Linked DNA regions of Mus musculus: region 1 is linked to region 2. A link is a contact called in public Hi-C data. All regions are on one chromosome and are shown on one strand. Each heading gives the region's core, a stretch centred on a gene start, on an enhancer-like site or on the middle of the called end of the contact. The rest is flanking DNA. Distances are from core to core; before and after follow the strand shown. Region 1 has its middle 35 kb from the start of Gm33404. Region 2 has its middle 4.3 kb from the start of Gm39694.

Region 1 (5,476 bases), core at 2,778-5,277, 390 kb before region 2:
AACTATACTCTTTGCTGCAGTTTTACTATGTGTAAATTTTAATATTTTCATGATTAAAGGACACTTGTAAATATATATATATGTATATATATCTATATATAGATAGATAGATATAGATATAGATATATAGAGAGAGCATATTAATTTTTCTCCCCATTTACAATCTCATTTGAGGGCTTTTTCCTTATAAATATTTAATTAATCATTTAAACATTTGTATTCCCCAATTGTAAACATAGTCCATTATTTATTTTGCAAAGCTTAAATCAAAGATTTGAAGTGAGATTTCATATTCAGAATGGTGAGTCAACTGAATCTTATTTATGTTCTCTCCAGTCCTAGAAAATTAAATGATTGAGATATTGATTAATTAGTCATTTAGTTAATGAATTGTTTGAGCAAGTGTGTGTGCATGTCATACACATGCAGAGGTTAAAGGAATTGGCTTTCTCTTTGTACCGCGGGTCTCAGGTATCAAACTCAGGCATGGTTTACCCTCTGACCTACATCACCAGCCCCTGACTGAGATTTTTAAAGGTACTACCTTGGAAGCACACAATGAGATTAGCTAATTTTCCTAAATTGAAAGCAGGTGAGAGAGAGAGAGAGAGAGAGAGAGAGAGAGAGAGAGAGAGAGAGAGAGAGAGAGAGAGAGACAGAGAGAGAGAGAGAGAGAGAGAGAGAGAGAGAGAGAGAGAGAGAGAGAGAATGAGACTCACCAACCAAGCTGAGTGCCTATAGAATGGAATTCTGGTGAAAATAAACAGATTCACTGGTTTATTTGGACTGATACTAAGTGTCAGTATGTCTTCAAGGAAGATACCACATGGTGCCTCAATTCAGTAAACATAGCTCTTTTGAATGACAAAGAGGGGAACTGGCTACAAGATGCTTCACAGAGACAGGAGATCTTCCTCCAGATCTCCCTTTCACTTTATACAACCAAATGACTACACATCTCCTCCTGACCTGTTTCTTCCTCCAGGAAGTACTATTTTCCAAGTTAGAAGTGGAAGGATATAGAGAAGGCTAAAGGGAGGGGAGAAATCTTATGAAACGATGGAGCCTTCACCATCATGTCTCTCTCCTCTGAATTTGCATGCCCTGATAAATTGTCTTTCTTGTTCTGTTTCTTTCAGGAAGGACAACAAAGAAGTCTTCCCTGAAGACATACTGACATTCAGGGAGTTCTCAGTAAAGAGTCTGCCCCACCCACATTTATTGTGAAGCTCAACAGTTGAGGATCATTTCTGTCGTGAAGTTAAAGAGGACATAAGATGAAGTATTGGATTTTATTTGAGGAAAGGTTAAAAAAAAGTCAGTACTGGGAAACAACAAAGATACAGAATTCTAGAGAAAACTGACAGTTCTTCAGAGAACAGAAAAAGCTAACAACCAAAATCATACCATATTCCTACAAACATAAGAACAACACTAGTCAAGTGCAGAATACTGTGATCAAAACAAAACAAACAAAAACCCTGGGAAAGTAATGAACTCCTATCATTAAAAAGGTAAGAAATATGTGCATGCATGTATAGGCATGTGCATGTGAGTGCAGTGCTCATGGAGGCCAGAAGAGGGCGCCAGATCTCGTGGCTCTCGAGTTACAGGCACTTGGGAGCTGTCCCATGTGAGTGCTGGGAAGGAAATTCTGTTCTTCAGTATGTACTCTTAACCACTGAGTGCTCTCTCCAGCCTGAAAAATAAACACTAAAAAAAAAAAAAAAGACTTCCAGAAGAGACAGCAGAGAGGGAGGTATAAACAAATGCCACAACAAAAGCAATAATAATGCAGAGGAAGAAGATGAGAGAAAAATCAGCAATTACCACATCCCCCTAAGAATAGTGTTCACGTTTAATGCAGGTTTTAAAGTTTAGTATGTTCACTGTTCCGATTTTACACCTAGATTTTACAGAACTGTATTCATACAGTCGGCTACTGTATATTCTTCATCTATTACCACGAAATAACATTTTCCCATGTCATTTGTTTATAATTTTTATTTTACTTTATGTGTTTCAGTGTTTTTCTTGCACATGTGTCTGTATACTATGTGAGTGCCTGGCGCCCGCAGAGCTTAGAAGAGGAGAGCAGATCTTCTGGAATTGGAGTTCCAATCAGGTGGGTGCTGAGAACCAATCCTGAGTCCTCTAGAAGAACAACCACCTCACCACCCCTCCCCACGTTATTATGTCATATTAATATTGAGAGGCATTTTTAAGTGTCTGCATGATAGCCCAGAGAGGGGCTGGGTTCCCATTTACTTCTACCATTGCCGTGTCTGCTTCTTTGTCCCCAGCACTACTCAAAGGTTAAGCCCTCAGCAAATGAACCATTGCTCTTCCTGGACTTCAGCCATGTGATTAGGGGACAGGTATTGGGCTGGGTGAGGGATCCTACTTATCATACACCCCCTCCATCCTTTGGCTACCTTGCTGAGAGAGGCTGAAGCATAACTCATCAGAAGTTCCTTGGAGAGAACCCAGGTGAGGTGGGTAATCCTGGAGCTACCATGTCAGCCTGGGCTCCCAGAACAGCCAGCCTGAGAACTTCAAGCAGAGAGAAATGGAGAGGAGAGAAGGATGAGAGAGCCAGGGACTGGAAGAGAGGGGACACAGAGGAGAGGATTGAGCCCAACAGCTGTTACTCCACTGAGTAAGGCTCCTGGAACTCACCTCACTCTACGCCTTCCTGGAATCTGTCACATCAGCTGACATCTCCTTTACGTCTCTCATGCTCACGTGACATGACCGTCTTTTTTTAATTTACAAATTATTACGCTTTCCCTAGCATAACTTCAGGAATGGGAGTTTAATATTCAAGGTTTTTAGAGCAGATGGTTGATAAACATTGTCAAAGCGAACTGACCTAAGAGAACTTCCCCAGGAGAGAATCAGACAGTATCCAGTCCGGGCTTCAGAAGCCGGCTGACAGAGGGTTGAATTGTGAATTCTAAGATATTTGACAATTGACTTCATATATATGATATTTTCTTCACTTTCATATTCATTAACACTATAACCTCTAGCATTTGTTGAAGCTCCTGTGTGAGGCATATGGTAACCCGTGGTTTGCAGTTCTGGGTAAATTAATCCCAAGGGCATTCTTTCTCATGGCCTTGTTATGATCTGTAAAGCGAGAATGGACTGAAATAGCCAACAGGAAGCATCAAGCTGAGACAATGTTTTTCTCCTCCTTTTTCCTTCGGGGTATAATCTTAACCCTTCCTGTGCGGCCAGAATACAGAAGCCCCTTGACTTTTGCACAGACAAATCTGTTTCCTGTTTGTCACTCTAACTTGCTATCCGTCATCTCCTGGCCTTTGTACAGCAGTTGGTGTGAGATCAGAAATGACGCAAGCCACACAAGACTGGAGCCCAGCAGATGCAAGTAATATGCCGTGCTCTGAGGAAGAATAAAAGTCACAAAGACGCCAACTTTCTTTAGTTTGTAAATTTAATCCAGTTGTCCACAAACCAAGAAAGCTGGTTCTGAAGTTCACACGGAAACTTAGACAAACTGGAGCGACCAAGGGCGTTTCTGAGGACAAACATTAGTGAGGGCAAATTAGCCTCTTCTCAAGAGCAATGGCGTTCTACAACTTCAGTAATGAAAACAGTGGGATGTGGGTATCTGAGTGGACAAACAGACCATAAAACAGACTAGAAAAGCTAGAAAAAGGTCCAGCTAAGGAAATGATTTTGTAGATTTAGTAGTGAAGGGTGTGTGTGTGTCAAAATCCACATTAAACAGCACACCATTGGCAAGGTTCTGGACACAGGAAGAAGTGCCACAAATCACAGACTGGAATTCTATAAGGGGAGAGCTGCTCATAGTGAGGAAAACTACATATGCACCAGACCTTCCTCTAGAATCTTGTCTGTAGATTAAAATGTACATATGTAAAAATGTTAGGTGTGCAAAAGTTATTTTAGCCAATATATAGTAAGAAGTACAAGTGTCTGGCAATGGGAGCCTGGATAAACTGTGGTCTAACTGCACATTCGAATGCTAATCAGTTTCAACACCACACAGGAAGTGGCAGGGAGGCATCGAGGCAGTGAGGCAGCCGTTACTGAGCTCAGTGGGTGAAGAAAGCTTACAGCAAAAGCCTAAAGACCTGAGTCCAATCTCCAGAATCCATGTGAAAAAGCCAGGCATGGGGCGCATGCGTATTACCCAAGCATGGAGAAGCAGAGACAGGAAGATCCCTGAGGTTGGCTTAGCAGCCAGCCTAGCCACTCTGGAAGAGTTCTAGGTCAGTAAGAGACCCTTCAAACAAAGAAAGAAACAAAGTGAACAAAGCTTCCTGTGGAATGGACTAAGGTCCTCCTCTAGCCTTCACATGCACAGGTACACACAAGCACACATGCATACCATACACATGCACATACATGTAATCATATGAACAGGTATACACACACATAGAGACACACACAGGAGGACACACCACACACACACACACACACACACACACACACACACATACACACACACACACACACACACACACACACACACACACATCTGCCAGGTATGGTAGTGCATGCCTCTAGTCCCACACTAGGAGCAGGGAAGCAGGAGGATCAAGGTCAGAGTGTCAGCTAGTTTGGGCAAAGCCAGCCTGGGCAAATATCTCAGAAACAAAAATCAAATAAGCAAACAAATGAAAATAGGTGGCAAGATTGAATACTGTGTAATCCATCTGAATAGCAGAGGGAAGTGTTGAATGTGTTCGTAGTTGCTGCTATCTGTGTAAAGAAACACTGCAGAATTACGCAAGACAGGTGCCCTGTGAGGAAAGGGGGAGTCTATTAGGTGGTGATGAAAGATATGCTTCTCAAATGTCAGTTTTGTCATTTTTTTCTTGGATATTTTGTTTATTGACATTTCATATATTTTTCCCTTTCCAGGTCTCCCCTTCGGAAACCCCCATCCCATCTCCCATACGGGTGCTCTTCCACCCACCCACTCCCATCCTCTTGCCCTGGCATCTAACACCCTTAGGCCCAAGAGTCTCTCCTCCCACTGATGTCCAACAAGGCCATCTTCTGCCACATATGTGACCAACCCCATGGGTCCCTCCATGTGTATTCTTTGGTTGGTGGTCTAGTCCCTAGGAGCTCCAGGGGGTCCAGCATGTTCATACTGTTGCTCTCTCCATAGGGCTGCAATCCACCTCAGCTTCTAAAGTCCCTTCTCCAACTCCTCCATTGGGGACCCCTGAGCTCAGTCCAATGGTTGGCTGCGAGCTTCCTCCTCTATTTGTCAGGCTCTGGCAGAGCCTCTCAGAAGACAACCACATCAGGTTTCTATCAGTAAGCACTTCCCGGCATCCACAATAGCATCCGGGTTTGGTGGTTGTATATGGGATGGATCCCCAGGTGGGGCAGTCTCTGGATGGCCTTCTCTTCAGTTTCTGCTCCACACTTTGACTCCATATTTCCTCCTATGAGTATTTTGTTCACCCTT
Region 2 (5,824 bases), core at 294-2,793:
AGGCTCTGCCAGAGCCTGACAACTAGAGGCAGATGCTCACAGCCAACCATTGGACTGAGCACGAGACCCCAATGGAGGAGTTAAAGAAAGGACTGAAGGAACTGAAGGGGTTTGCAACCCCATAAGAGGAACAACAATATCAACCAACCAGACCCCCCTAGAGCTCCCAGGAACTAAGCCACCAACCAAAGAGTACACATGAAGAGACCCATGGCTCCAGCTTCATATGTAGCAGAAGACGGACTTGTCAGACATCAATGGGAGGAGAGGCCCTTGGTCTTGGGAAGGCTGGATGGCCCAGTGTAGGGGAAGGCCAAGGTAGGGAGGCAGGAGTGGGTGGGTGGAATAGGGGGAGGGAGGATGGTATAGGGGGGTTTCAGAGGGGAAACTGGGAAAGGGGATAACATTTGAAATGTAAATAAATAAAATATCCAATTAAAAAAATAACAAGTAAGAAATAGAGTTTCACTATCACTGCCTTCCTTTTTACTGTGAATTTTTCATCTGTCTCCCACACTCAGCCTTTGTTTGGAGAGCAGAGGAAGCTCTCAGCCCTCAGCCCTCCCTTGCTCTGTATGGCACGTGGCTCCGGTCATGGTCCTGTGTCTTCTTTGTTTTCTAAGGCACCTTTCTCCGATGTATAAACTTAGAAAAGGTATGGGAAGACCGAATAGACACCAGGGGCAGAGCTCCTCGCCCTCCAGAGAAAGTCGAATCTGCTGAAGAGGCACTGGGGCCAGGTGGCTGGATGTCAGGACCACATCTGCCTCTTACTATTTGGTATTACCACAGGGAAACTGCTTAATCTACCTTAATGTCAGCTTTCTCATTTATAAAACAGCAAAAGTTGTAAGAGTTAAAAAGATATCAAGGTGTCCTGACTCATCAAAGCGCTTGTCCATCTGACTTGCCAGTATCAGTGTGGGGGAGACTCTGCGCAGACGGAATAGAGACGTTGCAACCTGCATCTCCTCAGCACTTTACATTTCTGGGCAATGTCCAAGAGCCTAAAATGGCTCGGCAAATTTAAGATGATAGTACAAGGATCAGAGACAAGAGGACTTAAGAACCACCTACTGAGTCACCCCAAATGCAAGCCATGATGTGCCAATTCTAACTAAAAATAGGAAGGGGAAGGAAAAAAAAAAAAAACTTGCCTTTGGAAATAAAAAATCTAATCTTACCAACAGTGGCCCAGATCCCTTACTTCCTATTTCTGTTTCCCTTTCCTGTCAGTAAATGATAATAATAGCCTCTGTGCAGTGTGGCTGTGAGATGCAGCCACTCCCTCTTCAAGTCTCCCGCCTTCCCTGGCAGTCTGTTACTCGGGTCATTGAGACTGAAGCCTCCGCCTCTACAAGAGCCACAGCCATGTGTAAGTCCGACAGATCTGGCTTAGCAGCACGCTCTTTTTGCTGTTTACAAGAATTGTGAAGAGTAACAGTATCTCGTGGGTGTCTCAAAACAACACTGCACAAGTAAGAGTGTTTTAATGCAGAAACGAATGGTTAAGAAGTGTCCGTATTCTTAGACTGAGAGCCATTCACAATCGTCTGAAGATCTTGTTTCAAAGAAGCTGCCTCAGTGATCAGCTGCTCTCTCTCATCAGACGGGTTACTCACGTTGAATTTTCTGATATTTGGGTTGGAAATAAAGTCATCACTTTTTAATCTGAAATATTAATTATTAATATTTAATATTTGAAAATCTCTTTATTTTATTTTTTATATTCATTTGTTCTCTCTCTCTCTTTGTGTGTGTGTGTGTGTGTGTGTGTGTGTGTGTGTGTGTGTGTGTGTGTCTGTGTGTCTGTGTGTCTGTGTGTCTGTGTATGTGGAGACCAGAGGACAACCTCAGGGAGCAGGCTCCCTCCTTCCACCACGTGGTCCCAGCGTGGAACTCAGGTGCTCAGGTTTGGCAGTGAGAGCCATCGGAGCCATCTTGGCAGCACAGAAACATCCTCTTTAAAAATGTCTAAATCAAAAAGTAAAAATTGCTTTAACACCCATTCCATCCTGAAAAACAGCTTCAACTGCTGATTGCTGCAAATATAGTTTTGGGGTGCCCTCTAGTGCTGAAATATTGATAATATACCAACCATGGCTCTAGGAAATCTATACTGAACACACCCTCTAGTGTTAGAGTAAGACCAGACTAGGCTCAGGACACACACACAATTATACAAACACACACACACACACACACACACACACACACACACACACACACACACACCACACCACACCACACCACACCACACCACATACCACACCACATATCAGCCCATATAATATAGCCACAAATAAAGCCACAGAGTGAAGTCTGGAATAAACTTCTAATCTGTCCAATAATAGGTGCTTCTATTCAGCTCAAAGGACCATTACCCTACCTAAAAGATAAGGCATCAAAAACTGACCAGAAAGCAATGGATATGTGCAAACTCTTTGACAGAGAATTTAAAATGGCTGGGTCTTTTTGTTTGTTTGTTTTGGTTGTTTTTTGTTTTTTGTTTGTTTGTTTGTTTGGGTTTTGTGGGGGGGGTGGGTTTTTTGTTTGTTTTTTTTTATTTTTGTTTTTCAAGACAGGGTTTCTCTGTGTAGCCCTGGCTGTCCTGGAGCTCATTCTGTAGACCAGGCTGGCCTCGAACTCAACTGCCAGAAGTCATTGAGGAAAGGCTAAAGACAAACAAGTAGGTTTTCTGGAGATGGCCCACTGCTTTGCACAGCTGCAATGGGTAAGCTCTGATTTGCAGGATCTTCAGAGATTTTTATCCCAGGATTTCTTCTTCCTGCTGGTATGCCTTTCCTGTCACTATTACATAGCCTAATGATTCCTGGGTATTAGCCTACCCTGTTGGGCAGATTCCCTGCAGTTCAATAAAGATATCTTATCACGTAATAGTGCTGTGTTGACAAACTGAAATTTTTATAGTTCCTGATACTAGGTTTATGGAATTCCTAAATTTACACAAGTAACTTCTGACTCTCTGAAGAGCTGCAAATAGGGCTCTGTAAACCTTTATGTGTTACAGGCTGATTGCACTAGAATAAGAAAGCAGAAAAGATTGGGACAGATTTATGACCAAGGAAAAACATTCATTTAGGCCAGGTCTAAGGATGAAGTCACAGTTGTCACCAGGCCATGTGAAACTGTTGTTTTGAACTTACAATGAGCTTATAGAATGAAACTCTGCTTTGAACTGATAACACCAACATCCTTCTGTAACGCCCCTTTTGTGTAACATTTCATCTATGAGGTAATTTTTTTAAAAATTGCCTACAAAGGTATAAGAAAGTATAAGAAAGCCAGAGAGAAGAATTAAAGTATGGCTTGGGGGCTCTGCCCCATTCACCAAATGTATATATGTATGTCTGTTTGTCCCTACATACGTGTGTGTGTGTGTGTGTGTGTGTGTGTGTGTGTATAAATATGCATAAGCACTTGTAGAGTTGATGAGATGGGTGGTATGGCCGGAGCAGGGTGTGTGTGTGTGTGCTTGAGTTCTCCCTTTCTTTATTTTCTTTTCTCTATGGTTCATGAAGGGTTACCAAGCTGCAAGCCTCTTGCCTAGCCAGCAGGAGCCTCCTGAGCAGCATTTTTTCTTAAGCCTTTTTTCCTCTTAATTCCCTGATGATGCCAGCAAGAGTTTATTACCAGAAGCCAATGGCTTTTCATCCTAGAAAAGCAAAGAGTTAAGAACGGCAAATATTATTATAAGTAAACAATTTTAGTCCTCGAAAAACTCAGTTTTTGCCCCTGAAATCCGCTAATGCTACCATCGCTATTTTCCTCAATACCTGGTGCTGGGCAGGTTCTGATTTCCATAGGCACCACATGGGTGGTTGCATTCTCCTCTCTACTGGAGGACTTTTCTGCTGTCTTTTTGAATAAGCTTTCCACCTTCTGGCCTCTGGCACATGTGGTGCACATACATATGTGCAGACAAAACACTCATACATATAAAATAAAATAAATAAATCTTAAGAAAGAAAATGAAAATAAAATTCATAAATTCATCAGAGACAACAGATAGCAAATTTTTAAAATCAAATCTTCAAGCAGAAAAGTACTTAAAATTGAATGTAAAATATTATATACAGCGTCATTATCAGACTCAAATAAACAGAAGACCATCTAATGAGCTCAAAAATGGGCTATTTGAAAATATATAACTTAAAGAGAAAAATGAAGGAGATGGACTAAATAAATCCTTTGGAAACTACAGGACAGAAATACAAGAACAAACATTCACATTGCTAGAGCCTTTGAGAAGGCCAGAAGGTGGAAAGCTTATTCAAAAAGACAGCAGAAAAGTCCTCCAGTAGAGAGGAGAACTCAACCACCCAGCTATAGAAGGAGTACAGAGGTACAGGTAACCAGTTTAGTTCAGGTGTGGGAAATGGTTCACTTGGCAAACTGATTTCCTTGCAAGCACAAAGACCTGAGTTCATTCTTCAGAACCCGTGAGGAGAAATGCCTAGACTGGTAGCATATGCATTTAATCCAAGACCTGGGGAGACAACTCCCTGGTGCTCCTTAGCCAGTCAGCATAGCCTACATGAGGAATTCCAGGCCAGTGGGAGATCTTGTCTCATAGAAGGGGACAGCATCCAAGGACACTCAGTGTCATCCTCTGCTACACACACACACACACACACACACACACACACACCAAATACACACATACACATGTGCATGTACACACATGATCACACATGTGTATACCACACACATAAGAAAGAGGGGGAAACCCCAAATACTATGCATGCGATCCAACTCACCTGACATTAGGCCTCTCAGCAGACACCCTACCTGACAGCAGGGAGTAGAATGAGATAGAATATACAGAAAGACAAGAGCTGTCAACCTACCCAACAAAATGATCCATGGTGCAAACACCGTGCATGGAAGAACTATATCTTTAGAGTGAAGATCAAAAAGAAATATAATATCTACATCAGTATGCTTAAAACATAAAAATGCATGTAGAATGGATATTAAAACTCTATACGGTGGGTGGGGGCTAGAGAGATGGCTCAGCAATTAAGAGCACTGACTGCTCTTTCAGAGGTCCTGAGTTCAATTCCCAGTAACCTCTTGGTGGCTCATAACCATCTGCAATAGGATCCAATGCCCTCTTCATGTGTGTCTGAAGAGAGTGACAGTGTATTCACAACATCAAATAAATAAATTTTTAAAATCTACAAGGTAAACACTTGTAATCAAAACATGCTACTAGGAGCTGGAGAGATGGCTCAGTGGTTAAGAGCACTGGCTGCTGTTCTTCCAGAGGATCCAAATCCCATTCCCCACACACACATGGCAGCTCACAAACATCTGTAACCCCAGGTTTGGGGGATTTGACTGCCTCTTCCTGACTCTGTGGACATCTTTGGGCACACAATGCTGCACTAACATACTTGCAAGCAAACACACACACACACATACACACACACATACTTTTTTAAAATAAAAATGAAAACACAACTAGAGAAAAATCGCTTAATCACAACTAACTGTACAAAGGGGGAAAGAAAATATCTATAGATATACCAGGAAGCTATAATAAGCTGGCAGTGATAATATATAAGCTAACAATAGTTACCTTAAATGTAAGTGAATAAAAATCTCCAATTTAAAGATGGAGAGTGATTAAATGGATCTTTAAAAAATACAAACTATGTAGTTTGTATGAAGAGGAGATAGAAAGCTCTTCATCTCATGATGGAGGTGTGGATTCAGCCACAGGTAATAGTGATTATATGTAAATATCGATGCTATGTTTAAAAAGTCTGTTCAATAAGTCTGAAGGAAAATATATACT

Evidence for each region. A called contact is a pair of places that touch in the nucleus more often than the background predicts.
Region 1: a Hi-C map of the G1E-ER4 cell line shows a contact between it and region 2, with 2.3 times the contacts expected there. The contact joins two enhancer-like sites. A contact is called at or near these places in 1 of 484 Hi-C or Micro-C datasets (the G1E-ER4 cell line) and 1 of 115 datasets of contacts at active chromatin or transcription factors (bone marrow-derived macrophages).

The regions. Positions count from the first base shown.
Region 1 is chr1:166,817,437-166,822,912 of GRCm38.p6, reverse strand. No RefSeq gene overlaps it. Among named protein-coding and RNA genes, the nearest start is that of Gm33404, 35 kb to the left of the region's middle. Within about 2 kb of position 4,027, at least 59 of the 459 cell types and tissues checked have an H3K27ac peak or open chromatin away from gene starts, as enhancers often do. A contact at or near this core is called in the G1E-ER4 cell line and bone marrow-derived macrophages, where this site is marked.
Region 2 is chr1:166,425,435-166,431,258 of GRCm38.p6, reverse strand. No RefSeq gene overlaps it. Among named protein-coding and RNA genes, the nearest start is that of Gm39694, 4.3 kb to the left of the region's middle. Within about 2 kb of position 1,543, at least 26 of the 459 cell types and tissues checked have an H3K27ac peak or open chromatin away from gene starts, as enhancers often do. A contact at or near this core is called in the G1E-ER4 cell line and bone marrow-derived macrophages, where this site is marked.